Regions from separate parts of the Mus musculus genome. Here regions 1, 2, 4, 5 and 6 are each linked to region 3. A link is a contact called in public ChIA-PET, HiChIP or PLAC-seq and promoter capture Hi-C data. All regions are on one chromosome and are shown on one strand. Each heading gives the region's core, a stretch centred on a gene start, on an enhancer-like site or on the middle of the called end of the contact. The rest is flanking DNA. Distances are from core to core; before and after follow the strand shown.

Region 1 (4,875 bases), core at 406-2,905, 690 kb before region 3:
AAGAAAACTAGGAGAGAGAGAGAGAGAAAGGGAGAGAGAGAGAGAGAGAGAGAGAGAGAGAGAGAGAGAAAGGATGAGTGTGATAAAATTTGTTTATTCAGACAACAAGCAATGTGGCATAACATACTATACCAAATAAAATGTAGGCAGAAATAGTAGAGAATATTGTGATTATTGTCAAAGACACACATTTTAAGAAAATGATTTTTGGGCATGGTTTCAGGCCAAAAGAAGACCATTTGAACCCTCATTCAGCATCTTAAGTTATTAATTTACTGACTAATCAGCTTAGGGCAGTGGATGGAACTCAGCCTCTGGTACAGCAGGCAAGGTCTTTGCTACCCACTGAGCTCCATTCTCTTGTCAACATTTTAGGTGTGTGATCTTGGTAGTTTTGAACTTTGGCTTTTTCATCTATGATGTAACCTAACAAAACAAAGCAAAACAAAAACTTTTCCCGTCTCCATGTTTGAGGTGTCTGTACAAAATTTTAATTATCTTTAATAATATTGATTTATTTGAACTAATTAGTATAAAGGGCAATTCTTCTTGATGACCTTTTTATATAGAATCTCATGTTAACATACTGGCCTCTAACTTACTCTATATTGGAGGGTGACCTTGAATTTCTGATTCACCTTCCCCACCTGAGAGACTGGTCACCAATTTTGGATTATACAGTGCTGAGGATAGAACATACTAGGCAAGCATTTGATCAACCGGAGAAGAGAAAATGGGATGGCCTAGTGGTTATGGGCATTTGCTGTTCTCTCTCCCAAGATTGGGTTCAGTTTCCAGCTCCTACATGGTAGCTCACAAACATCTGTAGCTCTAGTTCCATGGGATCATGGGATCAGATGGCCCCTATGACCTCTACAGGCACCAGACACACGTCAGGGCACATACTAACATGAAGGCAAAATATGCTTGCACATAAAGTAAAAATAAAATAGTAAAATTATATATTTAAAAAACAGATGTTAGTTTACAATATTGTTCAAACCTAGTCTAAAAACTGTGGTAGCTTGAAGTGTTGTAGCATCCTAGATTAAAGGGTCATGTCTGTATTTTGGAACCCCTCTGGTGGCAAAACAAATAAACAGTGAAATCTGCGCTCAACATTCCATATATAATTTTAATATCTGCACTTTCAATATTCCATATAATTTAAACACTGAATGCACACACTTTGTGCAGCCATCGACTAGCCACATAATAGATGATTATTTCCGGAGTAAATTTTTCCACGGTTATCTTCACTTATTCGTCCTACCAATGTCACTTTTTTGTTTTAAACAGGTCTTTATTAAATCAAACCCATTCAAAGAGAAAAGCGAAGACGACGAAACTCTCCCAAACCTGTCGTCTTTTAGATTCGGTTTGAATCTCTGTGTTCCTGGCACAATGGAGTACGCTCTCTGTTACCGCAGGGGTCAGATCTCAATCGGTTGACTTCAGAACAACAGCTGTTGACCAGTGCCCGCCGCAAAAGAGCGCGCATAGAGCATCCCCTAGCAACGTTTATGGCGGTGTTGCTGGGAGTTGTAGTTTGCATGTGTCCGAGGCGCCTGCGCGCAAGCTCACACGGACTGTAGGAACTACATTTCCCAGGAGTCACTGGACCAGAGTTGGGCGGGGCCGGTCCAGGAGGCGGGGCTCTGGCTGCAGCGATGGTTGTGGCGGCTCATTCGTAAATGCCGGGCCAGCTAAGTGGTGACTATCGCTGGTCGGAGCGGTCTGAACAGCTGTTTCTTCGAAGAACGGTAACTGATGGGCGGAAGGAGCGGAGAAGCCCGTCCGCCGCCCGGTTCCTGAGAGGCCAGCTTGGGCTTTGGGGCTGGCATGGCGCGGAGGGCTTGGCGCCCGCGGGCGGCGGTGGTTCCGGGGCTTAAGCCCGCTTTGTTCTTCCGAGCACCCGGGGGATCGGTCCTCAAGGGGGTCGGCCGGGGTGCGTGTTTCTGTTCCGGGCGACACGCTCGCCGGGCCGGGTGCAGTGGCGCCGCTTGCAGTCTTTCAGGAGGCCTTATCTCGGCTTCTCCAAAAGCTTTGTTGCTTTCAAGAAGAGTTGTGTTTCAGGGGAGGCGGACCTGTCAGCTGAAAGTTTTCAGGGTCTGAATTGTCTCCTCGTATCTTCCTCAATCAAGGTCTGAATTGTCTCCTCGTAACTTCCTCCTTCTCCAGTGCAGATAATTTATGTTTTGAACAGAAAGATGTCAAAGCTTTCAATTAGTCGATTTTTTTTTAAAGGCAGCTTTACGTACAATTAACTTACGGTAATGACTACAACTTCATAAGCAGGTGGTGTTGTACCTCAGATTTTAATATCTGAGTTTACATAACATACTGTCCTAGACAGTCTATTATTTGTAGTTTACCTAGGCCTTCGTATAAGTAATAAAAAACAAATTTAGGGGAAAATTTTTGGCGTTCTTTAGACAAGGGCTTGTTATGTAGCCCAAGCTAGCCTTCCACCTCAAACACTGTATTATAGGTGTGTATCATCAATACCCAACTGTGAATCAGTATTTCAATACTTAAAACTGGCAGTACGTATAGTTTTAGGACCACAGTAATGGACTTGTAGCAAAGGTATGGAAGTTTTAGTGCTTTTTAAAAAAAGGTGTGTGTGTGTGTGTGTGTGTGTGTGTGTGTGTGTGTGTGTGAAGACGATGTTAAGATGCTGCCCTAAACCATTATTACACTTTGCTCAGTCTAACAGGGAATTGTTGACGATTTTCACATTACAGAGTGACTTTCTTTGCAGCTTGTTTACTGTCTAAATTAAGATTTATTTAGTTTTAAGATTACCTTTTACAAATATTGTTGTGTACATGATATGTGTTGGATTTCATGCATGTTCTGCATGTGTGGAGGGCAGGGGACAACTTTGTAGAGTCAGTGTCTCCTTTCACCTTTATGTGGGTTCCGGGACCAGCTCTGATCGCCAGGCGTGTACAGTTTGCACTTTACCCACTGTGAGCCATCTCTCCAGCTCTGGGTTTTCTTGCTTTTGTTTTGTTTTAAAGACAGTCTCTCACTTTACACTCACACTGTCTTTGGGACTTGCTATGTATCCAGACCGGCCTCACCCCTGTGATGACCAGCTTCCTTCCTCAGTGCTGGCATTATGCTTGTGAGACCCCATGTTTGATTTAAACATTTTTTTTTTTTTTTTTACTAAGGATGTTGAAATTTAACCAAGGTTAACTGAAAACTCCCTTCCTTGCCTTTACAGGTAGGTTCCTAATGTAAAAACAATTAGGATTATCTTTCTTACAACAGATTACAAGGAAATTACTATTCAGGAATTAACAGTTACTGGATAGCTAGTTAATGCGTGCTACTCTTTTTTGTTTTTTTGTTTTTGTTTTTCGAGACAGGGTTTCTCTGTGTAGCCCTGGCTGTCCTAGAACTCACTTTGTAGACCAGGCTGGCTTCGAACTCAGAAATCCACCTGCCTCTGCCTCCCAAGTCCTGGGATTAAAGATGTGTGCCACCACGCCCTGCGCGTGCTACTCTTAAGTGTATGATGCAGTGTATATACTCCCTGCAGGCTGGAGCCCTTTCTCAGTAAGAACCAGCCCCTATCTTTCTAGGTGCTCTAGTTTGGCTCTCCTTGTTATGGTAGAAAACAACTAACTGAAAACAACTTGGAGTTTATTTCAGCTTACATGTTGTGGCCTATCATCCAGAGAAGCCAGGGCAGGAGCTTGAGGCAGGAACTGATGCAGAAACCATGGCAGAGTAATGCTTGCTAGCTTGCTTCATGGTTTGCTTTCTTATATGACCCAACCCACCTGCTTATGAGAGGCATCGCCCACAGTGGCTGGGCCCTCCCACACTAGTCATTAATCAAAAAAAATGCCCCCAACAGCATGCCTAAGGAAAGCAACTTGATGGCCAGTCTGATGGAGGCAATTCCTCAGGTGAGGTCCCATTATCTTCAGTGACAAGAACTAACCCCCACACTGGGTATCTGCCATTCTCAACTTTATAATTCCATTTTTCTCCGCTTCGCTAGTTTACTTTATGCTTGTGCACCATTTGTGTGCCCAGTGCCCTCCGTGAGCAGGGGAAGGTGTTGAATCCCCAGCAGCTGGAGTTCTGGATGGCTTTGAGGCACTGTGTTGGTTCTGAGACTTAACTCAGATCCTCTGTAAGAGCAGTAAATGCTCTTAACCACTGAGCCATCTCTCCAGCCCGTCTACATTTCCTATACTACATTTGCTCTTGCTCTGTACTTTGTGGTTCATGGTATGTCTTGCATCACTTCCTTAAGGTTTTAATTGTGTAAATGTAATGAATGTATGCCACACGGGTGCAGGTGCTGGCAGAGGTCAGAGGTGGGCATCATGTTCCCTGGAGTTACAGGTGGTTGTGAACTGTTTCACGTGGGTGCCAAGAACACAACTTGGGTTTTATGGAAGAGTAGGTAGAACTCTTAAGCACTGAGCCATCTTTCCAGCTCCTTATGGGTTTCTTTTTTGAGATGGTCTCACTCTGTAGTGCAGCTAGCCTGGAATTAGCAGTGTAATCCAGGTTGGTCTGGACCTCATGGTAGTCTGCTTGTCTCAGTTTCTGAAGTGCTGGAGCTATAGGTGTGGGCTACTGTACTTGGCTTGCTTATTTATTTTAATTTAGGTACTGAATCCAGGGCCTCACATATGGTAAACATCAGAAAGCCACATCTTGAGGTGGGGGCTTACACTGTATCTCAGGCTGGCCTGGAACTCCCTTTGCCTTGGTCTCTTCAGGGCTGGCATAACAGGTGTGGGTCACAGCACCTGGCTTCTTTCCCTTCATTGCAAGTGTGAGCTTGTCCCTATATAACAGAGGTACACAATGCCTAGAGGCAAAATCGCTAGATCAAGGCTT
Region 2 (4,822 bases), core at 550-3,049, 870 kb after region 3:
CCGAGCTAGAATTGTGGGTCATGTAGACACGAGTGCTGGGATCCAAGTGGTTACGTCACCTGGACGGGTGACGTAACCACGGAGCTGGCCCTCCAGCCTGTGCAGGAGCCCTTACCTTCTCTGTAGAATACGTTCCAGCTCGAACTTTTGTCGTCAGTGCTTGGATTTGTGCAGTGACAGCCATCACCTGAAATTAGCCAAGTTAAACCCGAATAGCTCACCCGACCACAAGTAATGTCTATGAACAGTGAAGGATAAATACTAGATAATGCCGCCTAAAAAATGATCTGAAACGCTGTTGCTGAACACCACTGAACTGAGCGTTTCCAACAGTTCTCCAAGAGGCAGAGAAAACATCGTCATGGTGCTGTCTAAAGATGAGGGAGGGGGTCATTAAGAAACCAAGTGAAGGGGGTGAGGAGCCCGACAGTGGCGATGAGGGCTGTGACTTTTGTTGTTTGTGGGGTTGTTTTTGTTTTTTGAGATAGGGTTTGTCTATGAAGCCCAGGTTGTTCTGGAACTCACTATACACTCCAAGCTGACCTTGAACTCACAGAGATCCACCTGCCTCTGCCTCCTAAGTGCTGGGTTTAAAGGTGTGCACCATAAACAGGCCAAGGAGTGTAATTTTATCTGTACCACTAGAACTTACTATGTAAATGCATATTAAGTGGCACTTATAGCCACTATTTTGACAGATTGTCAACATCTGTTTTCTTAGTTATTATTTAAATAAAGGAGTTTGGGTATAACTTAAAAAAAGTTTTCTGGGGGGTGGCTGCAATCGGAATGTAAAGTGACTAAATAAAATAAATAAATAAGTAAGTGAATGGGGGAAAAACAGCTTTCTGTATTTCTTTGGGAGCTGAATGAATTATTTTGAACTTTCATGAAGCGCATATAAGGCTTTTATTTTACACCTAAGATAATTTTGTAGTATTCGAATCATCAAAGTGTGTGGATGAGACTTATGAAGTCAAAGTTAATCCCTGACTGATTTATTCTAAAAGACATACATACTCACCTGCTCCTGGAGGTTTTTCAAAAGTGTTATCGAACTTGACACGTCTGACTCCAGCACCTCCTACAGATAGGAGGGGACAGTTAAAGGTGATCAATTTCTTACTTTAGGCGATGATGATTGCAGAACGTACTGCCTATCAAACTCCCTCCTTTCCTTCAAAACAGTCGCGACTTTTGGGTCGTTTTCCCCCCGCACAGGGGCAGGCAGCCTCGGCACACAGCCAGTCTCCTCCCACCACACCCCCCCCAATTTACTGGAAAAGACCGGAGATTTCATCGCCAAACTTTACGGCTGCCTTTGCCCCAGCCACATTGTACATGTGACGCTAGCTCTGCTCGGAACATTGTCCCACCTTAAGGCCGGGTCACCGCCCGCCATGGTCACGAGACTCTCCCTACAAAGCTCATTCTGAAGAGTAATTTGGGGTTAGCCTCCTGTCCGGAACCAGCCAACCTGCAGCGTCTGACCCTCCCTCTCATCTGACATACGATACCGCTGTGTCAGAGTGAGCGCATCCCTGAGACAACTCTCATCACTCTCATCATCCATGGTGCCAACGGTTTGCCTCGATCCGTGGAGGCGAAAGGAAACTTTCACAGATTCCTTCCTTTCCGGGAAGAAGCAAGGAGACAGAACTCACCGGAGCCGCCATCTTCGCAAAGCCCACCCTTTCCGGGCCCGAACTTCCTAGGAGCTAGCGTGAGTTCATAGTTTTGATAGACAATCACAGTTTGCAAATTTCAGCCAATGGAAGTAAGAGATCTTTCATTTCCGCTAATCGGAGAGGCGGGACCTCACCTAGCCAATGAAATAAAGAAACTCCCTGAATGTGTCAAACGCAGAGGCGTTCTTAAGGCGTAAAGGTGGGCGGGGACAGAAGCATGTGATTCGTGATTTACAGAGAATGATGGATGCTAATTCCAATAAATATTGTGCAGATTATTGATTGACAGCTAGTGCAACCAGTAGAAAAAAGAAATTAGTTATGCAGCCCGAGAGCTCATTGGCTCCCAGATGCCGCAGAGACAGTCTTTCCACGGCGTTTTCCGTGTAGTGCCAAAACAGACCGCAGGGTGGCGGCTTCCGTCCGTTCTCTGATGCGGCAGGGTTGCTGGGCCGCCATTGGCCCCAGGACTTCCAAGTGCGCCTTTCCTGGTTCTGTGACTGTCCTTGAACAACAGTGGAGCCCTTTTCATCCGTAATTTGGATGGTTGGGATGGAGGAGCGGGAACCCAAGGTTCAGAAACCGTCGGCCGCATCACCGGCCAACCCTCCCCGTGCACGCCTAGGACTCTGCGCAAAGGCCGCATTGCGCCCTGCATTCCTCTCGAGGGAAAAATCGACAGGCGAGGAACCGGCTCAACCTGCGTGCCTTTCTCACTGCTCCACTCGTCCACCGCAGAACGTGGTTAAAACCCTGGCTGTGCATATTTCCTTTGTCCCCGTCATCTTTTCTCAGTATCTTCCAACACGCCCACTCCCTCGCCTCTCACGGGCTGGAGGATTAGGTGGGAGTTATAACTCCCACTCTCCGTCTGCATTACACAATACAGCGCTAGAAAGGTCCTCCTGGCTCGGAGTTTCCTCGCGCAACAGAAGAGCAGACCTGAGCCGGGAAATCCAAAGTGTAGCTTTGGCCTTTAATCCCAGATCTCTTTAGTCAAGAGACAAGCAGAGCTCCATGAGTTTCAAGCCAGTCTGGTCTACATTGTGAGATCCCATCTCAATAAACAAAATGAAAACGGGGCTGGAGCGATGGCTCAGTCAGTGGCCAAGAGCACATATTATTCTTGCAGATGACCAACGTTCCATTCCCAGCACCCAGACAAGACAGCTCACAACTACCTTTAACTCCAGCCCCAGGGGAATTTTAGTTCCTTCTGACTTCCCTATATACAGACATAGGCATACATAAAAGTGATTGTTTTTTTGTTTTTTGTTTTTTGTTTTTTTTTTTTAAGCAAAAAAGAGTAATCCTTTTTCTATCTTGAATTCTGGGTGAAACATTCTAGTTTCTACCTATTTGGGAACTACATAAAATGGGACAGAGGGTTTGCCTGTGATATTTATTTGCTGTTTAAGGTTCATTGGGAGGCGCAGAGCACTGTAAGAACCTACAAGAGTTTTGGTATTTTTCTGTCTTTTAAAAAAAAAAGTTTATTTATTATATGTGTGCGGCACGCTTGTGAAGATCAAATGGGAGTTGGATCTCCTTCCACTATGTGAGTCCTGGAAATAGAACTCAGTTGGTCAGCCTAGTGGGCAAGCGCCTTGACCTGGAGCCATCTTGTCAGCACTTTTCATGTATTTATTAGGATTTTCTTGTGAAACTTCTGTTTTAACACTATTTTTTGGAACTTGAAGTTTGTCATATGTGTTATAGACAAACGATTACAATATCTGAGAAAATAAATAATACTTCCTTTTAAAGAAAAGATTTATTTATTTTATGTATTGAGTACGCTGTCACTGCCTTCAGACACACCAGAAGAGGGCATCAGGTCCCATTACAGATGGTTGTGAGCCACCACGTGGTTGCTGGGAATTGAACTCAGGGCATCTGGAAGAGCAGTCAGTGCTCTTAACTGCTGGTACTGCCTTATTTTTTTTTTATCATTAAAATACCAATAACCTTGGCGAGATGGCTCAGCTGTTAAGAGCACTGGTTGCTCTTCCAGAGGTCCTCAGTTCAGTTCCCAGCACCCATGGCAGCTCACAACTGTCTGTAACTCCAGTTCCAGGGGATCTGACACCCTCATACAAATCCATAGTAGATAAAGTTAAAAAAAAATGAAGAAGGGGAAAAAATTAAAAATACCAATCACCTTGTATGTTACAAGAAATATGAGAGCTAACAATGCAATAAATCTTTCTAAAGTTATTTCAGATTCAGCCAGCAATCAAGAACACAAGAGCATTAAATTTGTCTGTTTTGTCTTTTGTTGTTTTCAACAGCTCCAGATGCTGCTGAGCACTCAGCACATTTACAAGTATACACTGAGCAAAGATAAAACTTTTTTAGGAATACAAATTTAATTGCAGTTTTAATTATTAACATTTAGCATTTTTGAAAGTTTCATGAGTACATATTTACATGATTTCACCCCCTATTCTCCCTCCTCCAACTGCTCCTGTGGCCTCTCTCTATCTCAACATCATGATTTCTTCTTGTTTCACACACACACACACACACACACACACACACACACACACACACACACATGCAGGCAGGTAGATAAGTAGATTTGTCTAAATAAATGCAATGTGCTGAGTCTATTCAGTGTTGCTTATGTGTTTAGGGATATATATTGTGCTGGTTCGTTTTTTTGTCGATGTGACACATAGGGTTACCTGGAAAGAGGGAACCTCAATTGAGAAAATGCCTTCATAAGATCGGCCTGTACACAAGTCTGAATAATGATAGATGTGGCATTTACCAAGTGGTCCTGGCTTATATAAGAAAATGAGATGAACAAGCCATGGATGGAGCCGGTCAGCATCAGTCCTCCATATTTTCTGTTCTAGTTCCTGCTGTCAGGTTCCTGTCCTAATTTCCCTCAGTGATGCAGTGTGATCTTAGAGTGGTAAGATGAAATAAACTATTTCTTCCCCGAGTTGCTGTTGGTCAGGCTGTGCATCACAGCAACAGGAAGCAAACTAGAGCTTATGTGTTTAGGGATGGGCACTCGGGTTGCATAACCAATCGGGGCACATCCCTGGAAAAATTGGATTCTCCCTTTCTTAGCAGCAAATGGCAATAGTGTTGTCATTGTGCTGGCCTTGTTTAGACAACCGTAT
Region 3 (4,608 bases), core at 409-2,908:
CAGGCAGTCAAGGAAGAAACCGTGGGCTCCCAGAAAGATGCAGTGCAGTCTGGGTGGGTAGTGGATCTCACTCTGTAGTTCTGGGCTGCAGAGCCCCTTCAGGTATTCCTAGATAGGGAGGTCAGAGAGGAAACTTCTAGAAGCCATCCCTTTCAGATTCACTGCTCTCCCTGAGCTTCAAGCTATTACATCATCTAAGTAGATACTGTTTCTATTCACACTGTAGACCTATGGAAATGTAAGAACAGACCAGAGGGCTGTCAAGTGATGGAGCCTATTGGCCTTGGGTGCAAAGGGGGGAAAAAGTGGCCGGCCCCCTCTCAACCCCAGGGAATTCCCTGGCAAGGCCCACCTGTACAGAGGGGATTACCTTACTATCTCCAAGAGCATGAAGTGATTTGGTTCTAAAGCCTGAAGAACCTAGGCAGCACAGCAGAAGTGAAACCAAAATTCTAAATAAAAAGGTTTGCTGAGTTCCTCAAAGCTCAAGAGAGAGGCAGCCAATAAGATTGCCAAGAGGCATTTCCCAGTCCCTCCTCCGACTCGGCCTCGGGAGGGGCAGCGTCCTAAAAGGCTTTGTAGCAGCCCTAAAAGGAAGAGGACTTCACCTTGGCTCTGCAGACGTTCTCCTTGGGGCCCTCAAGCTGCAACCAGATATGAGGATTCTCTGGGCAGTCTTTGGAGAGGACGCTCATTCCCACGTTGAAGATACGCTCCAAGCGAGTCTGCTGCTCCCGAACCTTGTCCTCGGCCTCCGCAGACACCGCAAAGCGGTCGGGAGTCGGGGAGGCAAACCCCCAAGTAGACATGGCTTCTACCTGGAGTCCTGGAAGGGCAGAGGCAATCTCAAAGTCTCTGTCTCCCTTCAACCCAAATCCTAATCACATGGCATACATCCAACAATCAACAGGTCGCACCTAGTGACAGAACTGGTAAACAACCCCAGGAGATAGCAAGTCCACCTCGCGGGTGGAGAATATAGAAAATCATCTATACACAGGCCTCTCCCTGAGAGTAAGCCCTTCTTAAACAGGGCTAGCTGGGGTGGGCGACTGGCCAGAGAAAACTGATGACCACCGCCCTGAGAAGGGACGAGTTGAGAGGGCCTCCAGCTCATTTTGAGGGTCACAAGAAGTGGGTGGTTTGAGGAAAGAGTCCCAGAGCTGAGAGGTCTCGGATTTTTTGAGTAGAGGAGGGCCTCTTGGGAAATGAATACGCGCCAGAGGCTCTAACAGTGTAGTCCTGGGGTGGGGGTTTCCCCTATCCGCCTTATTCCTTCACTAACCACTCCCACCTCCCCGCCCCCGCCCCCCCTCCTCGTTTGTCCACTGTCAAGCATCCCACCCGGGGCCCAGGGGCATAGCCCGCCCTCCCACAGCCTGCGGCGGCCGCCCCCAGCCCGACCACCCTCCCGCCACGGCCTTCAGCTCCCGATCGCCCGGAAGGGGGACGCCTACCGCCAAAGCCGCGAGTTCCGCCCGCTCCTCTAGGTGCCCGCGGCGGGGGAGGAGGGGCCCGCGTTTCTCCCGCGCCCCAGGGGCCTGGGGCTGGGAGCCCGAATCTGGGAGGGCCTTCTCGGATCCTTCACCCAACCTAGACTTCTCTCGTCAACAACGCGTTGTGGCTTTGGAGTCACTTTCCGGCCCGGGGCGGAGCCAGCTCGGCTCCTCCCCCGCTAGGGCCGCACTGGCCAGGGCTCGGGGCAGGGCTGCGCTCCTCCTCCCCGGCTCGGCCTGCTGTCCTGCTGCCGAGCGACCCGCCCTCCACATCCCCTGCGGGGCCTACCGGGTCACAGACACTCACCCCACCCCCAACGCCTCCTGCCAACTCTCACGTTCGCCTCCAGTTCCTGGGGTCCTTGGGAGTTCTGCAGTTGATGGTTCCAAGAGAAGTGACTGGTCCAGAGTCACAAGAGAATCCTGCCCTTGACACAAGCACTTTCACCAAGTAGATAGAGTTGGGGGAGTAGGGGGGGAAGGGGGGGGAGATGAGGACACACACCTTGCCACAATAAGGAAAACCCCATGGAGAAAGACTGAAAAGGAGAAGATGAGAAAGGAATTGAAGAAATTTTGTTTCGTGTGTGTGTGTGTGTGTGTGTGTGTGTGTGTACACACCCTTGTGTGGCTAGAGCCCTCATATCCTCTCTCCATTCCTCTTCTCCCTCCCAGGGCCCAACTGCTGTCACTCCATGCTCTGCCAAGGAGGAGGGATCCGCAGAGACAGCAGTAGTAAGGCCAGGCAGAGCTGTGGGACACAAAAAGATACAGGGAGGGGAGTGCCCGGGCTAGGTGCCAGACTCACAGAGGACAGCAGAGCAGGGCAGGAGTACTGAAGCCTTGAAGCAGAGGGGGGAGAGCCAAGGGGACAGAAGACAGGAAAATCTGTGAGTTACAGAGGCACCTAGCAAGGATGGGGACGGAATGGCACAAACCCAAGCTGTCCTTGGCCCTGGTGCTTCTGACCCTGGAGGCTGGGTGGGCTCAAGAAGGGTCAGAGCCTGTCCTACTGGAGGGGGAGTGCCTGGTGGTCTGTGAGCCAGGCCGACCTACTGCAGGAGGACCTGGGGGTGCAGCCCTGGGAGAGGCACCCCCAGGACGAGTGGCGTTTGCTGCAGTCCGAAGCCATCACCATGAACCAGCAGGAGAAACCGGCAACGGTACCAGTGGTGCCATCTACTTCGACCAGGTAATCCCTCTGCCTCTGTCCGGAAGACATGCAAGGACCTGGACTCTACTGTCCAAGCCCCTTTGCATCCCTCGGACTCCAAGGAAACCATTACCTGCATCTCTTGCACCACCTTCCTCTAAGATGGCCACTGACCGTTGGTTGGCCTTCTTTCATTCATACACACAGCACCGTAGCCCTTCCTCATAGTTTTTGACTCTACACATTCCTGTCACACCCGTTTGCCACCCCTTCTCTCCTCACCCACTGCACAAATGCCAACCCAGTGATGCTCCTGAGCTCCCGGCACCCAGAATCCCTCTCAACACAATCTGCTTCCCCACAGGTACTGGTCAATGAGGGCGAGGGCTTTGATCGGACCTCGGGCTGCTTCGTGGCCCCTGTCCGTGGAGTCTACAGCTTCCGATTCCACGTGGTCAAGGTGTACAACCGCCAAACTGTCCAGGTGACCTAAGTGCCAGTCCACCTCCGGGGGGAAGGGAGGGTCATAGTGGACCGCAGCACATCCCTGGATAGCCCTTCTGTTGGACCTGTATCCCAGGGACCAGGAGCAAGGGAGGAAAGGCTAGCAGGGTATGGCAGATGTACAGAACCCAACACTGGCCACCCCTCAGTGCTCACTGGAGAGCCCACTGACCCTCAAGTTCCCAAAAGAAAACTCTTGGGAGGATGGGGGGCGGGGTGTCCTGAGCTAAGGACTAGGACATAGATGCTAACTGGGCTCCCCTCCCCAGGTGAGTCTGATGCTGAACACATGGCCGGTCATCTCAGCCTTTGCAAATGACCCTGATGTGACCCGAGAGGCAGCCACAAGCTCTGTGCTGCTTCCCCTGGACCCGGGGGACCGTGTGTCCCTGCGCCTGCGTCGGGGGAATCTTCTGGGTGGCTGGAAGTATTCGAGCTTCTCAGGCTTCCTCATCTTCCCACTCTGAGGACCCAAGCCTTTAAACGGAGATGTCTAGCATCTTTCTGCCCTTCCCTGCCCCAGAAACAAAGTATCTTTGGAGCAAGAGAAAGGCCCCCTCCAGGCTGCCTACGGCCCACCTCCTTGCATGAGATCATAGTTAAACACCCAAGGCTAGGAGCAGAGCAGAGCTACGGAACCTCTAGACAAAACGCCTCACTCAGGTCGCCCTCCCAGTCTCCTGCTGCCCCTCCTGCCCCTCCGCAGCTCCAGTTTAAGGCAGGGTTTGCTAAGAGGGAAGCTTGCACTTCTTCACAGACTCCACTCCTCCTGTTCTCCACCCCAGCTTCCTGCTCAGCGCTATTTGGTGACAGGTGGCGCAGGTAAGCTTGACAGGCTCCCACAGGGGCCCAGATGGACCAGCCTCATAGTACCTGCGGGCTCCATCCTGTGAGGAATGCCAGCAATGAGAGCTCTCGGCCAGCACCCTGTGAACAGGGCTGACAGCTCAACCACAAAAAAGCAGTGTGGGGAAGGCCACAGAGCATCCGTAGCTGGAGAGACAGGATGGGGCCATGTGCCTACCCTGAACATGTAAACATTCTGCAGGTAAACTGGGACAGTCAGAAGGCAGGAATCCTGCCGTCCATCTGTGCCAGGTCCCAATGGACTCTGGCCCTCATTGCCTGACCAGAGGCTTGGGTGTGTGTGTGTGTGTGTTTGCTCTGGCTAATAGGGGAAACTAGAGCAGGTATACAGACCTGGAGGCAGAGTCAAAGGTCACGAATGAGTCATCAGTAACCACATGTCCTCTCCCTCAGCCACCTCCTAGAACTGCCCCACCTTGGAAATCTGAATTTCAGTCACTCCCTACTCTTGATCGACATGTAGTTCCTCCAGCTGTCTCCCAGCTAATTTCCCTGTAGTCTGCTCCCCCCCCCAAACGCATCGTTCTTCCTCTACTTCTACTACTGTCTTACTCTTCTTTTAAGGTCTCCTGTTACCTGGGAGTCCAT
Region 4 (4,855 bases), core at 1,075-3,574, 770 kb after region 3:
AAGCCACCATTTGTTGGGCATTTACAATGCACTGGGAGAGCACCATACTAAATGGTTTTTTCTCTGTATATTATCGTTTGTACTGTTCATATAGTCACTTCAGCCCTTGCTGCGCTGTAATATCCCCATTGTAGAGACAGGCCAGCTACAGCTCAGACACATCAGGTAATGTGCTCTGCTTTGTCAGTTTAGGAAGGCCAGTGTTGGCTCCCGGCCTAGACTGCTCAGTTACAGTTGGTGTGGGGACCGATGAGCTAATGCAGACAGAGTGCCAAGCACAGAACCTAGCTCCAGCTAACACCAGTTCCTCTCTCCATGACACTTTTACATTTGTAAATTGTGACAAAACAAACCAGTTCAGTCTCAAAAAGAAAAAGAGAAAAAAAGAAAGAAAGAAGGAAAGAAAGAAAGAAAGAAAGAAAGAAAGAAAGAAAGAAAGAGAGAGAGAAAGAAAGAAAACAATAAAAATAACAAGTGTCCCTATTCTGAAAGAGATGACTGTAGCAACCATTAGGGACAGGCCAAAAGGCTAGCTCCCTCAGAGAAATGGGGGAGGAGCACAGCCAGGGCTGTGTGTCCCATATATTACAAGACTTTCTCAGGACTTCACCAGTAAAGATGTAGATGTCTAATGAGAAATGAATGAATGAATATATGAACCAACTATCCTGTATTAAGTGGACCCCAAATGGACTCTGGGATTTTTGTTGGTGATGGTTGGTTTTGGTACTGGAGATTGAACTGGGGGCCTTGCACATCCTAGGCACATGCTCTCCTACTAAGCTACACATCCCCAGTACCTGATGGCTACCCTGCTTTGTTCTCAAAAGTGCTTTAAATATGTGGTTCCCTGCTGAGTATGATGTTAAGGTGGCTGTGCCTGTAATCCCAGCACTCGGGGAGGATGAAGGAGGAGCCTGGGGAACATAATGAGACCCTGTTTTAAAAAAAAAAAAAAAAAAAAGAGTAGTCTCTGCCCTGGAGAAACTTCTAGAAAAACACAATGTGATTTAGGGATATAGCTCAGCAGACACACAAGCCTACAGCCTGAGCTCAATCCATGGATCCTAGGTGAGAAGCCAGATGCAGTGGCCCACATCTAAGCCTAGCACTCCTAAGGAAAGATGGGAGTCCACAAGAGGATCAGGCCAACTAGCCTGGAGTACATTACACAGAGGAGACAAGAGCTATCTCAACAAGACAGAAGACAAGGACTTCCTCTGATATCTCTCTCTCTCTCTCTCTCTCTCTCTCTCTCTCTCTCTCTCTCTGACACATGCACACACCACCACCCCACTAATATATACATAGTGTGTAGTATGCACACACATGTGCCTGTGTGTGTGTGTACAAGAGAAATCCCTGTTTATTTCGATCTTCATACTCTTTATTTTACCAAAGTACCCAATGTAACCCTGACTTTAGGGGATGCTCCCAAGCACAGACATCTGGAAGAACTGAAGGGCTCGAAAGACACCAAGCTGCCAGCTAGAGCCCAGTGATAGAGCACGCGCTTTATCCCAAGAACCAGAATTCCGTTCCCAACACCAACAAAAATAAAAGTCTGCGTTTAGTGTTCTACTTCTAGCTTTGCCAACTTTGCCAGTGTGCCCCTTGGTGAATGACTTCCCCCTCGGGGCTCTGGATCTCTTTAAATCAGGTGTGGGGATGAGGGGTGGGCAGCGGGGACTAGGTCCTATGGGGAAAGAAAGGCAATTGAGCACACTGGTGCCTCCTTCCCTGTAAACACGCAGGGGCAGGCCAGAGGAAGCTGAGAAGGGAGGGAATGCAGTACGTGAATACCTGTGTGGTCTACTTGTGCTGTCAATCTGGAGAGTGGACTCGAAGAGGTCGATGATGGGCTTAAGGGGCCACAGCAAAAGCCTGCTCAAGCAAACTTGTGTAATTTGCTGTGTTGTGAAAGAGAAGACTCCAGAGCCCTAAGATCTTGGTGGCCTCCTCAAATTTGAGCCCCCTTAATGAACATACCAACACTCCCTTCAGAGGGCCCATCCTAGACAAACTGTTGGTGTCCGCGGAATATTGTGTGCATTAGCTTAGTGGGGCCTCCAGACAGGGCCCCATCTCAAGCTACCTCTAAAACTGTGACAGGGTGGGCGCTGTCTGGTGGAGGAGTTTGAGCTGAATGGGCAGAGGTATCCACGTTCAAATGCCTCCTGGCTTCCGGCCAAGCAGCTGGCAGGTTCATCCCTCTCCCCAGGGTCCTCATAAACACCACTTCCGGACCTCCTGTCTCCATGTGGGCTCTTCCTGCCGGGATTTCTATTCTCATGCCTGCCCTTTCTCTGCAGAGCTTTCTCCCGCTCGTCGCGAGCCTTATTTCGCTCTCTTCTTCTCCCTATGTGATTCTGCTCCCCTCCTTCCCTCCACCCTTGACTTCTCTCCCTAGCTATCTCTCAAGAGTCCTGGAATGGGTCTCCCTCGCCATCTCCCATGCCGGCTATATCTCCCCCTGCCATAGCTCTCACCCCTGCACCTCATTCTTTGTATTCCTCTCGCACTCCCGGTCTCCCCAGCATCTCTCCTCCCCCGCCTGGCTCTGGCCTCCCCCTGCCTCCCCATCTTAAGACTCCTCCCCCTAGCTCCTCTCCCCTCCCCTCCCTCCACCTCACTCCACTCCCTGCCTGCATGCCACGGTTTCTTTCCACCGTGGGGGTCTCTGAGCCTTCCATTCTCCTCTCCGCCTGCCTTCTCCCTCACCTCAGGGGTAGCGAACCCCCTTTTTTTCTGCCTGAGCATCCTCGCACCACCCCCACTGCCACTGACTCTCTCCCCACCCTCTCCTCTCCGCTTCTCTCTGCCCCTTTAAATCTGCCTGGCCCAGCCTCCCCCTTGATGCTGGGTTTGGAGCAAACATTGATTTGTGCTGGGATGGAATTGGAATTTTGATTTTTTTTTTCCTCTCCCAACCATAAGAAGAAAAAAATAAAAACACCCCTTCTTGATAGCCCCCTCCCCTTTCCCATCCAGCCCCCAGCTCCTCTTCGCTGTCTCCGTTCAAGACAGATTTTTTTCCCCCTACACTTATTCTCATCCCCTCCACCCTGCCACTACCTCACCCCCCACACTAGCCTGCACCTTCAGCCGAGGAAAAGGGACTCTCCCATAGCTCCCCCACCTTCCTTCTCTGGGTTGTAGCAGTCTCTCCGGAAGGGAAGGGGGCTTGGCTTGTCCTGGTGAGGTGTGAGTGGAGGGACCCTGCCATGGAAACTGCGCCTGGGAGGCAGCCTGAGCCCCAGCACACATGGTGAGTAACCTGTCCCCTCCCTTTCGCCAGTCTGCCCATCCCTACCCTCATCCCCCACCCCACCCCCAACATCCCCATTCTACCATCGGCCCACCTGGGGCCGGCTTTCTAGCTAGCTACATTTTTACCCCCTTGCCTCCCCCGCACCCGGGTTTGCTAGCGGAGCCAAAGAATCCAGGCAGAGGGGTCCAAATCGCCAGGAAAGCAGGTGTCGGAAGACCCTGCCCTGGCCCCTCCCAGGTCCCCCACCTCCAACTGCCATCCACGCTCCACACTCTGGGGTTCTGGGTTGGAAAAGTAGGACTCGGGATCAGCGCTGGGACCCCAAGTCCCGGGAGGCGCCCTCTACAAGTTGGGAGGGATGGGAAAGCCCCCTTGCCCTCACCGCTTGGGAGCTGCTAAAAGATGCTGCCTAGGGGGGATGGGAGGAGGGCTGGAGGGCGGTGCTGATGCCCTAAAGCTACCGGCAGGGGAGCGGCTGGCAAAGAAGGGGACCTCGCTTTCCACTTGCCTCGCTCTCCACTTGCACCCCTCTTTCTCCGCAGCCACTCAGGATGAGGGTCCGGCCCTGCCTGCCCGCGCTGGGGCCCCTCCGCCCAGCCCCGGTCTAACTGCCCCCGCCCCCAAGCCTCGCCCGGCCCCCAGGCCCCCAGCCGGCTCTCCAGCCCCATGATGCGCTGAGCTGCCGGGGGGCTGAGGCCGCGCCAACTACATGCATGTCCCCCGGGGGCAAGTTCGACTTTGACGACGGGGGCTGCTACGTGGGGGGCTGGGAGGCGGGGCGGGCACATGGCTACGGCGTGTGCACCGGGCCCGGCGCCCAGGGAGAGTACAGCGGCTGCTGGGCTCACGGCTTCGAGTCGCTGGGTGTCTTCACGGGGCCCGGCGGACACAGTTACCAGGGCCACTGGCAGCAGGGCAAGCGCGAAGGGCTGGGCGTGGAGCGCAAGAGCCGCTGGACCTACCGCGGCGAGTGGCTGGGCGGGCTGAAGGGGCGCAGCGGCGTATGGGAGAGCGTGTCCGGCCTGCGCTACGCCGGGCTCTGGAAGGACGGCTTCCAGGACGGCTACGGCACCGAGACCTACTCGGATGGAGGTGCGGGGCCCGGCCCACTACTGTCTGCCCGTCCGCGTGCGCCTCCCGTCGGCCTGGGGCGCGTGTGCTTCCCCAGCCTTCCGCCTTCCACGCCCTGCTATTCCCATCCTCCATCCTCCTTCCCCAGCCATATGCGTGCGGTGCGCCAGCCTTCTGTTTCCAGTATTGCCGTCCGTCCCTCACACCATCCCCCAGCTCAGGACCCCAACCTCCATCTTCCTGCCTCTCCCACCACCACAACCACCACCACCATACTCATAACAAACTCATTTGACAGTTTTTCTTCCTGCTTCTCTCTCATTCCAACCTGCCTGCCCTTTCCACCTGCCTGACCCCTCGCCACTTAACCTGTAATCTTCAAGTCAGCTTGTAGCCTGCTGTCCTGCTTGCCTGTCACGTGCCTTTTTTACACACTGCCACCTGTCAGCTTGAGCATCACGGTCTCTGAGCCACCTGTCCTTCATATACTCCAGCCTGCCCGTTTCTCTGCCT
Region 5 (5,004 bases), core at 2,155-4,654, 970 kb after region 3:
TAGTCTTGTCTTCAGTTCCTGCGATGGGCCAAAGGAACCTAGTGAGTATACTCTTTCAGCAAAACCAGGATAGACAGCAAGTCAATTATTGTGAGTGCATCTTTTTAAAAAGCTAGCCAGGTGTCATGTTGCATACCTGACATTCTAGCACTTGGGAGGCAGAGGTGGGTGGATCTGGATCTGTGAGTTAGAGGCTAGCCTGGGCTACATTGTGAGACCCTATCTCAAATAAGTTGCTGGTGATGGGACTCAGTGGGTGACATGACGGGACTAGGGGAAGGGAGCAGCTGGAGAAGGAGTCTTGGTCAGGAAGGCTGGGAGATCATGCCATGGGACAAAAGAACCAAGAAGGGTCCGAGGCTAGTGTTTGCAGACTTCGTTGTCACACAATGTCATTAAATAACTGCAGATGTGGAGGATTTAACCACAACAGCCTCAAAGGTACCTCTTTCAAGAGCATCCCAACCAGAAAGCTAACCTTGGTCCATCGTTCCCCCTCTCAGGCCACCTGTAGCCAAGCAAAAGGCCGCTCGCTGCTGGCTGTTCAGGGACCCTTTCCCAGACTCCTGTCACTTTTAGAAGCTGAGAGTGCAGATGAATGCAACAGGTTAGAAGTCCTCGGGACATTGCTGAGATGACAGCCCGTGGCTTAAATGATGTTCAGTCTAGCCATTAACGGCAAGAAGGTAACCACCACTTTGGTTTTGTTTCCCCAAGACCCTGGCTTAATAGCACCAGGGAACGTCAAGTTTCAGTCGTAAACTTTGGATCTTGGCACCCCTATGCTTTTTGCCTCTTCAAGATTGAGCACCTAGCTGGGTGCTGGTGGCGCACGCCTTTAATCCCAGCACTCGGGAGGTAGAGGCAGGCGGATTTCTAAGTTCGAGGCCAGCCTGGTCTACAGGGTGAGTTTCAGGACAGCCAGGGCTACACAGAGAAATCCTGTCTTGGAAAAAAAAATAAGATTGAGCACCTTTCTAATCGTACCTGAAGGAAAACATTTTCAGATTCGGGGGCCAACAAATTCACCCCTAGACATTGAAGGGCATTCCTGTCTTCTGGATAAGCTTTCCAGAATGAACCCTTAACTTGGAGTCTTCAGTTCAGATAGTAGATGTGTCAGTTCTTCTCTGCATGTAAGACACTCCAGTCACTCTTGTCTTTAGCTTTAGCATGAGAGTGATCAGAATGGTCTTACAGGGCTTTTGAAAGCAAGAAAATGCTTAAACTAAAGAATTCGTAAGCTGGGCTACCACACATCTTCAATCCCAGCCCTTGGAAGCAGAGACAGGTGGATTTTTGTGCCTGGTCAACATAGTGAGACCATGTCTCATGAAGCAAAAAAGTTACGGAAATATTCCAGGATAAAGAGAAGGATGGAGACCAACTAGTTCCAGGGAGTTCAGGCTATAAGAGACAGTAATTCTGAAAGAGACAAAGAGACACGGGGGTAGGGTGGGGTGGGGTCGGGGGTTCTGAGGGCACTTGCATTAGAGAAGAACTGTATTTGGAAATTTTCTGAACAGAGGAAGTAACGGAGCAGTGAGTCTGGCTCGGACTTCCATGGCATTCATAGGAGAAATGAAAGATTCCTGAGGCTTGGTACTCCTTCCTCGGTTTACCTGGGGTTGAGGGTGAAATACCTACCAAGTACTACATTCCTAAGAGGAATACCCATGAAAGTACCTAGTTCTAATACCTATATATGTCTGGGTATCTAGTTGAAAATTATGGTTCAAGGGTCTGGATGAGGCCAAGATTCGTGCATTTTTTAGCAACCTCTCAAGTGGTACGGATGCGGTGGGGCCATCAGTCACACTTTGAATAGCAAGTTGGGCTCAGGAAAGATTTCTCTGAGGCAAAGATGCTTGAACTGACAGCCAAAGGTTGAAAGAACCTTACAGGAGAAGCCTTTGGCCTAGGAACCAGCTCCTGCAAAGGCCCTCGGATGCTGGGAAAATAAAGAGGGCCAGCCAGGTGGTCGGAGTGAAGAGTGTGGGGAGGGTGGAATGTGGCTACAGAGAGCATGTGACCAGGCATGTAGAGATCATGTGACCTGGCATGTCGGCCCAGGTGTGGCATTGTCTAGAGTATTTTTCTTGGAAAGAGAAGTTATTGAAGGCAGTTGAGCAAGAAAGAGACCAAATCAGACCTTCATTTGGAGTTCTGACAAGGTGGTTCACCATACAGGCCTGGAAATCACTCTTTTCTCCAGAACCCTTGAAAAGATGGAAGACAGGAACTGTCAAGTTAGCCTCTGACCTCCAACAAACACAGCATGGCCTGCATACCTACACACACGCATCATGTACTTGCACAGTAATACATTTTTAAAAAAATGAAACATCTGCATTATAAAAAAAAAAGATGGATCCATCTGCATCACAAGTAACATGGAGAGAAGCAGAGTGGCCTCTGCACACCAGTCAGTCCACCCTGAGTGAGAGGACTGTGGAGTAGCAGAGTAGGAAGAGTTTTATAAGGGTCTTGACATGAGATGAAGGCATTCCAAGGGCACACACCGAACATCGGACCTCACCATCGGTGGATGGTGAAGGCACCGTTGTTTCAAAGAGGGAAGCATTCGAAGATACCCAGATTAATGGAGAGGGTGTTGCATGATTGTTCTCTTGAGGCCTCTATGAGACATTCACGCTTATGTGGGCTCCCAAGAGGTTGCTTCACCGACTTGGGACTCTAAGAAGAGGTGGGAACAGGAAGCAGTTGTGTCTTGTCTGGGTCGACGGTGTCTAATACAAATAGTGCGGAGGTAAAGGCATGAGATGGTAAGGTACACATAACGCTGAACAGGAGAAGGAACATGTGACTGCCATGGAGAAAATGGACAGGAGAAAAAAGCCACAAGGTGAGACTTGGCAGTCAAGGGAGGAAGGTTAGAAGGTGGTCAGCAGTGCCAAACGTTGCTGGAAAATGGTGATCCAACCGAGTTCGGTGTGGGGAAACGCAGAGACTTGTTCCCCTGAAGAGAATGGAAGCTAAAGAGCAGAAGCAGGGTGCCAACGGATTCGTCCATCTGCATAAACCACACTCCCCTAGAAACCACCTCTAAGGGCATTTTGTCCATCCTTTAATCCTTCGCACACTGCCTGGGATACAGTAGGCACTTACTAAATTGTATCGATAAAATTAATGTGAAAGGGTGGAGAATGGAAGGATGAACGAGTGACAGGGAAGAACTGGAATAAGGAGGCATCTCAGGCGCTTGTCCCCGCTATATCCTTCACTTTTTTTTTTTAAACCGCAATGGCCTGCAGCTCCCAAGAAACAAACGATGGAGACCCCAGCCCATCCTTCAACGGGGGGCCTTGGCCCCCCTTTATCTCTGACGAACAGTCTGGACCCAGGTTCTGCTGACGTGGGAAGGGGAGGAGAGTCTGGAGGAAGGGGAGGGGAAAGCAGCGCAGAGACCGTAGAGACGGAGGAGGCGCCCGCGGCTGCAGAGCTGCAGAGCGGGGTCTCCCGGCCCTCTGCGTCCTAGCTCTCCGCACCTAGCCCAGCCAGACAGCAGCTCATTCTCTCGGCGCGGCCCATAGGGCCCCAGCGGTCGGCAAGCTGGCTCCCCGAGTAGCCACCGGGACCCCCGAGCCCAATGGCGGGGGCGGCAACAAAATCGACAGCGCCGTGGAGATCGCCCCCGGCTCCAATGGAGTAAGTGTCTGCGCCCCGGGGGGCCTCGGGCGACCTTTCCCCGCCCGTGCTGCGCGCCCGGCCTCCCACCCGCGGTCCCCGCGTGCCCGCGGCCTCCCCCGCCTCACCTTCTCTCCCCCACCCCTCGCCGCAGCAGGTCGGGAGCCTCGGAGATGCGGTCCCCCCCGAGCAGCTGCAGGGTGAGCGGGAGCGCCGGCGGGAGGGGGAGGGCGACGCGCTGGGCAGCAGCCTGTCGCTGGCCGCGCCCCCGGGACCCCTCAGCTTCGAGGCTCTGCTCGCCCAGGTGGGGGCCCTGGGTGGCGGCCAGCAGCTGCAGCTCGGCCTGTGCTGCCTGCCCGTGCTTTTCGTGGCGCTGGGCATGGCCTCAGACCCCATCTTCACGCTGGCGCCCCCGCTGCACTGCCACTACGGCGCCTTGCCCCCCAACGCTTCGGGCTGGGAGCAGCCCCCCAACTCCAGCGGCGTCAGTGTCGCCGGCGCGGCCCTAGCAGCCAGCGCCGCCAGCGGAGTCGTCACCAGTACGGACCCCTCGTGCAGTGGCTTCGCCCCACCAGACTTCAACCACTGCCTGAAGGACTGGGACTATAACGGACTGCCCGTGCTCACCACCAATGCCATCGGCCAGGTGAGGCGGCCGGGCGGGACCTGGAGTGGGAGCGGGCCAGGGCATCGAGGACCCTGCCTCATGCGACTGCACCACTCTCACGTCCCCAGTGGGATCTGGTGTGTGACCTGGGCTGGCAGGTGATCCTGGAGCAGATCCTCTTCATCTTGGGCTTTGCCTCCGGCTACCTGTTCCTCGGTTACCCCGCGGACAGGTGAGGATGTTGTGGGGGGTAGGGCAGATAGAAAAAAGAAGGGTTGCAGACAGAGCTAGGGTTTGAACAAACCCTGAGCTGCTGGGTTTGCAAGAGGACGCGGATGGTCCCGTTGTCTATCCTCGGCAGCCTCCTCTGGACTCCTGTGTAACTACTGTTTCCTCGCCCCATCAAGAAATACACATTCTATACCCACTTCCACACAAGGAAATGACCACACACTCGTGACCCAGTCACTATCAGAAGATCTGTATCCATGAGACAGTGGAGAGGCTTCATCTCAAACGTTAATCGATTCTTCAACAAAAACCTGGCCTCCACATTACATGTTCCATCTCCCTCTCGTTGCCCTTACAATCCCAGATTCATCTTCACTGGCTAATAACCTACTAACGACTGTTAGCTCATCTCAGTAGCCACATTACTAAAACTTAATGTTAATCCCCAAATATAACCAGCTTCATTCCCATTGACCAATAAGTTAACTTCACAAACGGATCACACACACACACACACC
Region 6 (4,460 bases), core at 1,817-4,316, 790 kb after region 3:
AGCCTCTGGCAGAATCAATGGCATCGACCAAGGGAGGGGGGGGTGGCAAGGGATTTTCCTGTGCTTAACTACTGATCACGGCTAAGTGGAAATCCTATAAACACGAGCGGAAATCAATGGAGGCTGCTTAGCGGCCAGGGGAGAGGGGCGGCCCACAGATTGCATCTGACGGATGAGGGAAGCAGCCAGGGAGGGCTCCAGGAAGGATAGCTCAGAGTGGGCGAAAGACCAGGCAGAGCTGGAGGGGAAAGTGGCTCCGTTGTAAGGGAAAGGAGCACCGTGGGTCCGGATGTGAATGGCGGCTTCAGAGTTACCTTCCCTTTTGGAAAGTGAACGCTGTTGTCAGGATGCTGAGTCCCCTGTGGCCTCACCAGAACTGGCTGCTTCTAGCAGGCGCTGATAGTCCAGAGGCCTGAAGCGCTGTAGGTATACCATGAGCTTGGCTGGTGCCTCCTCCTGTGCTGGCACTCCTGCGGGCAAGAGGACAATGAGGAAAGAAGCAGGTGGAGCCCTCGGACATGCTTCGGTTCTGTTCCCTGCCTACCCAGCCAGGACTCCAAAGTCTGCAAGGCAGTACTAAAAATCCAGAGGCCATCAGGGCAGTTTCTCCAACCCACCCATTCCCTGCAGAAGTGAAAACCTCCCTGCAAAAACCCACTCGGGTTGTGTGGCTGGAAAGCCACCCAAGCGCCTCTCCTCCAGCAATGAGAAATGGTAGAGAAGCATCCTGTGCCACGGAGACAGGGGAGCCAACTCACTTCATTTATTACCGCTTTCTCCCAATCAAGATTCAAGCCCATCTAGGCAAGCCAAAGCTCATTAGCTTGGTAATGGAGCACAGGCAGCGGAGTACAGAAGATAACCAAGTGCTATGGGAAACAGAGGAAAGCAGGGGCTGTGGAGTGGCGAGTGGCGTTCACAGAACCTCAACTCTAACGGCCTGATGCACACATCGCTAATGGACAGCAGCCTGCTGACCCACAGCAGGGAAACTCCACGGGTGGTCTCCAAGGAGGCTCAGCCCTCCAGGGCTGTCAGGCCCAGTGCAGTGCACAATCTCAGAAGTGTGCAGATGAGCTATTTCAGAACTAGGCATGGAAACAGAAACATCTGACAAAGAGTTCACCACTGCCCCCGCCCCCCATACCAGTGTCATGCTCAGCCAAAAGCATGGACAACGAGGTGTGGCTACCTACACCTGTAATGCCACAAGCTTAAGGCCTTTCCTGGGCTACATAGAAGACCACAGAAAGAGCCAAGGGAATAATAACCATGTAGGAAGTTGAAAGAGAAAAGAGAAGTTTGTGGGAAGGATCAAAGCAGAGACCTAATAAATAGAACTAGGAGAATTAAGTGATAACCAGGATGAAGATTGGGAACCGGGAAGAATAAAATCCAAATTAGCTACTAAAGAATTGGAAAGGATTCTTATCAAAGTGTAAACAAATTAGATTTTCAAGAAAATCTCTACAAAAAACAAAAAACAAAAGCACATAATTAAAAGGTGCCACATGCCTTTAATCCCAGCACTTGGGAAGCAGAGGCAGGCGGGTTTCTGAGTTCGAGGCCAGCCTGATCTACAGAGTGAGTTCCAGGACAGCCAGGGCTACACAGAGAAACCCTGACTCGAAAAAACAAAACAAAACAAAAAACCAATTTTCCTTACAAAAATGATTTCCCTCCACTCCTCTATGGCTCAGTAAGGACCTGCAGTGAGGTTAAGTGAGAAAAAAGGACAGCCCAAAGGGCCTGCCTGTCTTCCTCACCCACCATGTTCCTGAGCATAGAAGGGCCTGCCTCCCTCCCCCACCATGCTGCGCACACAAAGACCTGTCTCCCTCACCAAGCATGCTACTGACGGTGATGATCTTCTCTAGGGCAGCCGGGACTTCAGCCTTCTCGTGCACCATGGCCTCTACCTCACCCACAGCATAGCCGAAGTCCGCTGAATCCAAGTCTATTGTGAGCTGAGGCTCCTGTCCATGGGCTCCAGATAAGGCCAGCTTCCAGGAGCTTCGCGTAGTAATAAAACTAGCCACCTCCTGCAGCTTCAGCGAGCCCAGGACAGCAGCCACACCTGCAGGCTTCTGCTCCCCAGACCCGAGCAGTTCAAAGAGCTGGGCCACAATCGCAGCTTCCGATGTGACTTCCACATACTCATTGTGAGGTCCTGAGACACCTGTTACTCCAGGACATTTGAGCTCCCATCCACTACCTTCTCGTTGTCGCAGCCAGTGGTCAGACAGCATAAGGCTTAACTCAGAGGTATCATAGTATGTGTCTCGGAAGGTGACCCGGTGCTCCAGGGTGGCCCCCAACTCCTGCAGCCTTTCCTCCGTGTCAGGCCCTGGAGCGAACTTTCGCTCCACTTCAATCAAGCCCTGGGCCATATTAACCTGCAACCCTGTTTGCCAGGTATTCACTGAGTGCTCAAGGTGAGGACTAGTCAGCAAAGACGGACTAGTCCTGGATCAATTTAAGATGCATATACACTGTCCCAGAGCTCTGCTCCAGGTTCACAGGGCTCTACTTGGAGGTCTCTGCGGGCTGCAACAATGGTGACAAGTCTCCAGTTAAATCCTACTACTGATAACCCAAAAGGCTCCCTAGCAAACAGGCCGTAATGCTGATGACCTATCTTCTCGCTACACCTTGCTACCCAAGGCCAGTGATTCACTGCCCAGGATGATCTGCCATTCTTCGCCTAGCACCAAACAGCGGTACCTCGGGACACTCTTCAAGACCCCAGGGTCTCCTTCTCCCGGGACCCGGAAGTGGGGGAAGGGTGCCCACGCTACACCCGCGAGGAATGCCGGGAGCGGTCTCCGGCTCCGGACCTTAGTCCAGGCTCTTTACGCGCGAGACCGGTCCCAGCACTAGCGGCCATATTAGACCGGTGTGGCGGTGCCGATGACAAGCTAGGCCTGAGAGGTCTGTTAGGTTACGTGCGACCCAACCCGGTGGGCAAGAGAAGAGAGAGCTTCCTCTTGCCCGCTGTTCATCCTGCATTTTTCCTGGAGCCCAGGAATCGGCCAAGATCTCGAGCCTTAGCGTGAGCCTGGCATCCTGGGCCTGGTGCATGATGGGAGATGTAGTTTCCAAAGGACCACCTCACCTTTCCTGCCCACCGATCACTAAGGAAATCAGAATTAGTTTCAGCAAGCGGGACTCTACCTCAAGCTCTACAGGAAGGCTTTTGGGGGTGGCGAACGGGAAGAGTAGTTCCCAACCCCTCCCAGTGTAGACAGTGAATGCGACTGATAAAACACAAGCTATGGCTCCCCACTAAGTGGGGAGTTGTAATGGTTAGTGGAGTAATTCAGTGGTCACTTGGAATATTTTTTATAGTTGTTTTGTCTTTTGTTGCTTCTTGTTGTTTTGACACAAGGATCTCATGTAACCCAATTTGACCTGGAACTCCTCATTCCTCTTCGAGTGAGTGCTGGGTTACCTGTGTGAGCTGCCATGCCCTTACCTCTATCCTGGGATTTTCGAGAGGATAAATGGGAAACTTTCTGTCAATGGAGGAAGTGATGTTTTGAATGTGAATTAGAGATGTAATGGGACAGCTGGAGTGATGGATGCTCAGCACTTAAGTACACTTGCTGTGCTTACAGAGCTGGGATTACCTTCCCAGCACTTAAAGCGCAGGTGGCAACCTCTTTAACTCCAGTTACAGCGGGGTTCTTACGCCCTCTTCTGGCATCCTCCTGTACTGTACTACAGACAAAATACTGGTACATGAGAGTGTATGAGAGAGAATGAATGAATGAATGAATGAATGAATGAATGAATATGGTGGGATTTCTGGAGACCTAGGTGGGAATAACCGCCTGGGTAAAAGCCCAGAAACTAGCTACAGCACCTAGCCAGTATCTAAGCTGACGATGGCTTGAAGTGCAATTGAGTGGCGGGTTGAAAAGCCATGAGTGAGTGGCAGACTCAGTTCAACAGTCGCGGAGGTGGCATTGTTGGGAGTACGAGCAGTAGACAGGCAGAGTGCTGTGCTGCTGCTGGTTTCCCACCATCGGGGAAGCTGAGGCAAGAGGTGACAGCTTGCGGAGAGCCTGAGCTACAGACTGACTTACAGCCCCTCCTGGGCCAAGAGTGAGACAGGCAGGGAGCATCATGGGAACTTGGCACTTACAGACATGGCATTTTGAGCTTAGGAAGGCATTAAACAAACTCCTGCTTCTGGTCTATGGGTTGGATCTTATAGAACACAGAAAATACCAGTGCTTCAACAAGACTGAAAAGTAAAGCCAAGGATCTGAGTGGGGAGGGAACAAGTCCGAGACCCCATCTCTTCTCATTAGCCCAAACCTCACCCGTCCGTCCTCTTTTGTAGACCCACTTGCTCCTGGCCATGGTACAACCACCCTCTCCCGCTTCAGTTATATGAGGATTGAAGAACCAGTTACAAACTTTATTTACTGTTACATGGTAGAAACTCAAAATAT

The links. Promoter capture Hi-C pulls out the DNA fragments that hold promoters and counts their contacts. ChIA-PET counts read pairs in DNA pulled down with a chosen protein or histone mark. HiChIP or PLAC-seq counts read pairs in DNA pulled down with a chosen protein or histone mark.
Region 1: a contact with region 3 is called in an H3K4me3 HiChIP or PLAC-seq map of bone marrow-derived macrophages, with 4 times the contacts expected there. The contact joins the promoter of Cenpj here to the promoter of Khnyn in region 3. A contact is called at or near these places in 1 of 39 promoter capture datasets (neural stem cells), 1 of 484 Hi-C or Micro-C datasets (neutrophils), 3 of 115 datasets of contacts at active chromatin or transcription factors (bone marrow-derived macrophages, memory CD8 T cells and pancreatic cancer cells) and 1 of 9 other capture datasets (liver).
Region 2: a contact with region 3 is called in an RNA polymerase II ChIA-PET map of memory CD8 T cells, with 11 read pairs. The contact joins the promoter of Ngdn here to the promoter of Khnyn in region 3. A contact is called at or near these places in 3 of 39 promoter capture datasets (liver, maxillary cranial neural crest and pre-B cells), 2 of 115 datasets of contacts at active chromatin or transcription factors (large pre-B cells and memory CD8 T cells) and 1 of 9 other capture datasets (adipose tissue).
Region 4: a contact with region 3 is called in a promoter capture Hi-C map of second pharyngeal arch cranial neural crest. The contact joins the promoter of Jph4 here to the promoter of Khnyn in region 3. A contact is called at or near these places in 11 of 39 promoter capture datasets (3T3-L1-derived adipocytes, the C10 cell line, the HPC-7 cell line and 8 more) and 2 of 484 Hi-C or Micro-C datasets (cerebellum and retina).
Region 5: a contact with region 3 is called in a promoter capture Hi-C map of frontonasal cranial neural crest. The contact joins the promoter of Slc22a17 here to the promoter of Khnyn in region 3. A contact is called at or near these places in 5 of 39 promoter capture datasets (cranial neural crest, frontonasal cranial neural crest, liver and 2 more).
Region 6: a contact with region 3 is called in a promoter capture Hi-C map of liver, with 3 times the contacts expected there. The contact joins the promoter of Thtpa here to the promoter of Khnyn in region 3. A contact is called at or near these places in 7 of 39 promoter capture datasets (the 3T3-L1 cell line, the C10 cell line, the HPC-7 cell line and 4 more), 3 of 484 Hi-C or Micro-C datasets (B cells, CD4 T cells and retina), 5 of 115 datasets of contacts at active chromatin or transcription factors (bone marrow-derived macrophages, embryonic stem cells, large pre-B cells and 2 more) and 1 of 9 other capture datasets (adipose tissue).

Annotation. Positions count from the first base shown.
Region 1 is chr14:56,568,626-56,573,500 of GRCm38.p6, reverse strand. Cenpj (centromere protein J) reads left to right here and starts at 1,655. Exons shown (of 17, transcript NM_001014996.2): 1 at 1,655-1,763.
Region 2 is chr14:55,012,431-55,017,252 of GRCm38.p6, reverse strand. It overlaps Ngdn (neuroguidin, EIF4E binding protein), which reads right to left and starts at 1,799. Exons shown (of 11, transcript NM_026890.2): 1 at 1,665-1,799; 2 at 1,025-1,084; 3 at 116-187. The coding sequence starts at 1,676.
Region 3 is chr14:55,881,992-55,886,599 of GRCm38.p6, reverse strand. Khnyn (KH and NYN domain containing) reads right to left here and starts at 1,658. Exons shown (of 8, transcript NM_027143.3): 1 at 1,458-1,658; 2 at 609-826; 3 at 1-108. The coding sequence starts at 809. It overlaps Cbln3 (cerebellin 3 precursor protein), which reads left to right and starts at 2,344. Exons shown (of 3, transcript NM_019820.3): 1 at 2,344-2,688; 2 at 3,014-3,133; 3 at 3,423-4,608. The coding sequence starts at 2,413. The coding sequence ends at 3,620.
Region 4 is chr14:55,114,404-55,119,258 of GRCm38.p6, reverse strand. It overlaps Jph4 (junctophilin 4), which reads left to right and starts at 2,324. Exons shown (of 6, transcript NM_177049.5): 1 at 2,324-3,268; 2 at 3,814-4,363. The coding sequence starts at 3,985.
Region 5 is chr14:54,911,532-54,916,535 of GRCm38.p6, reverse strand. Slc22a17 (solute carrier family 22 (organic cation transporter), member 17) reads left to right here and starts at 3,404. Exons shown (of 10, transcript NM_001360406.1): 1 at 3,404-3,669; 2 at 3,803-4,294; 3 at 4,384-4,487. The coding sequence starts at 4,028.
Region 6 is chr14:55,093,390-55,097,849 of GRCm38.p6, reverse strand. Thtpa (thiamine triphosphatase) reads right to left here and starts at 3,066. Exons shown (of 2, transcript NM_153083.5): 1 at 1,844-3,066; 2 at 1-470. The coding sequence starts at 2,390. The coding sequence ends at 343.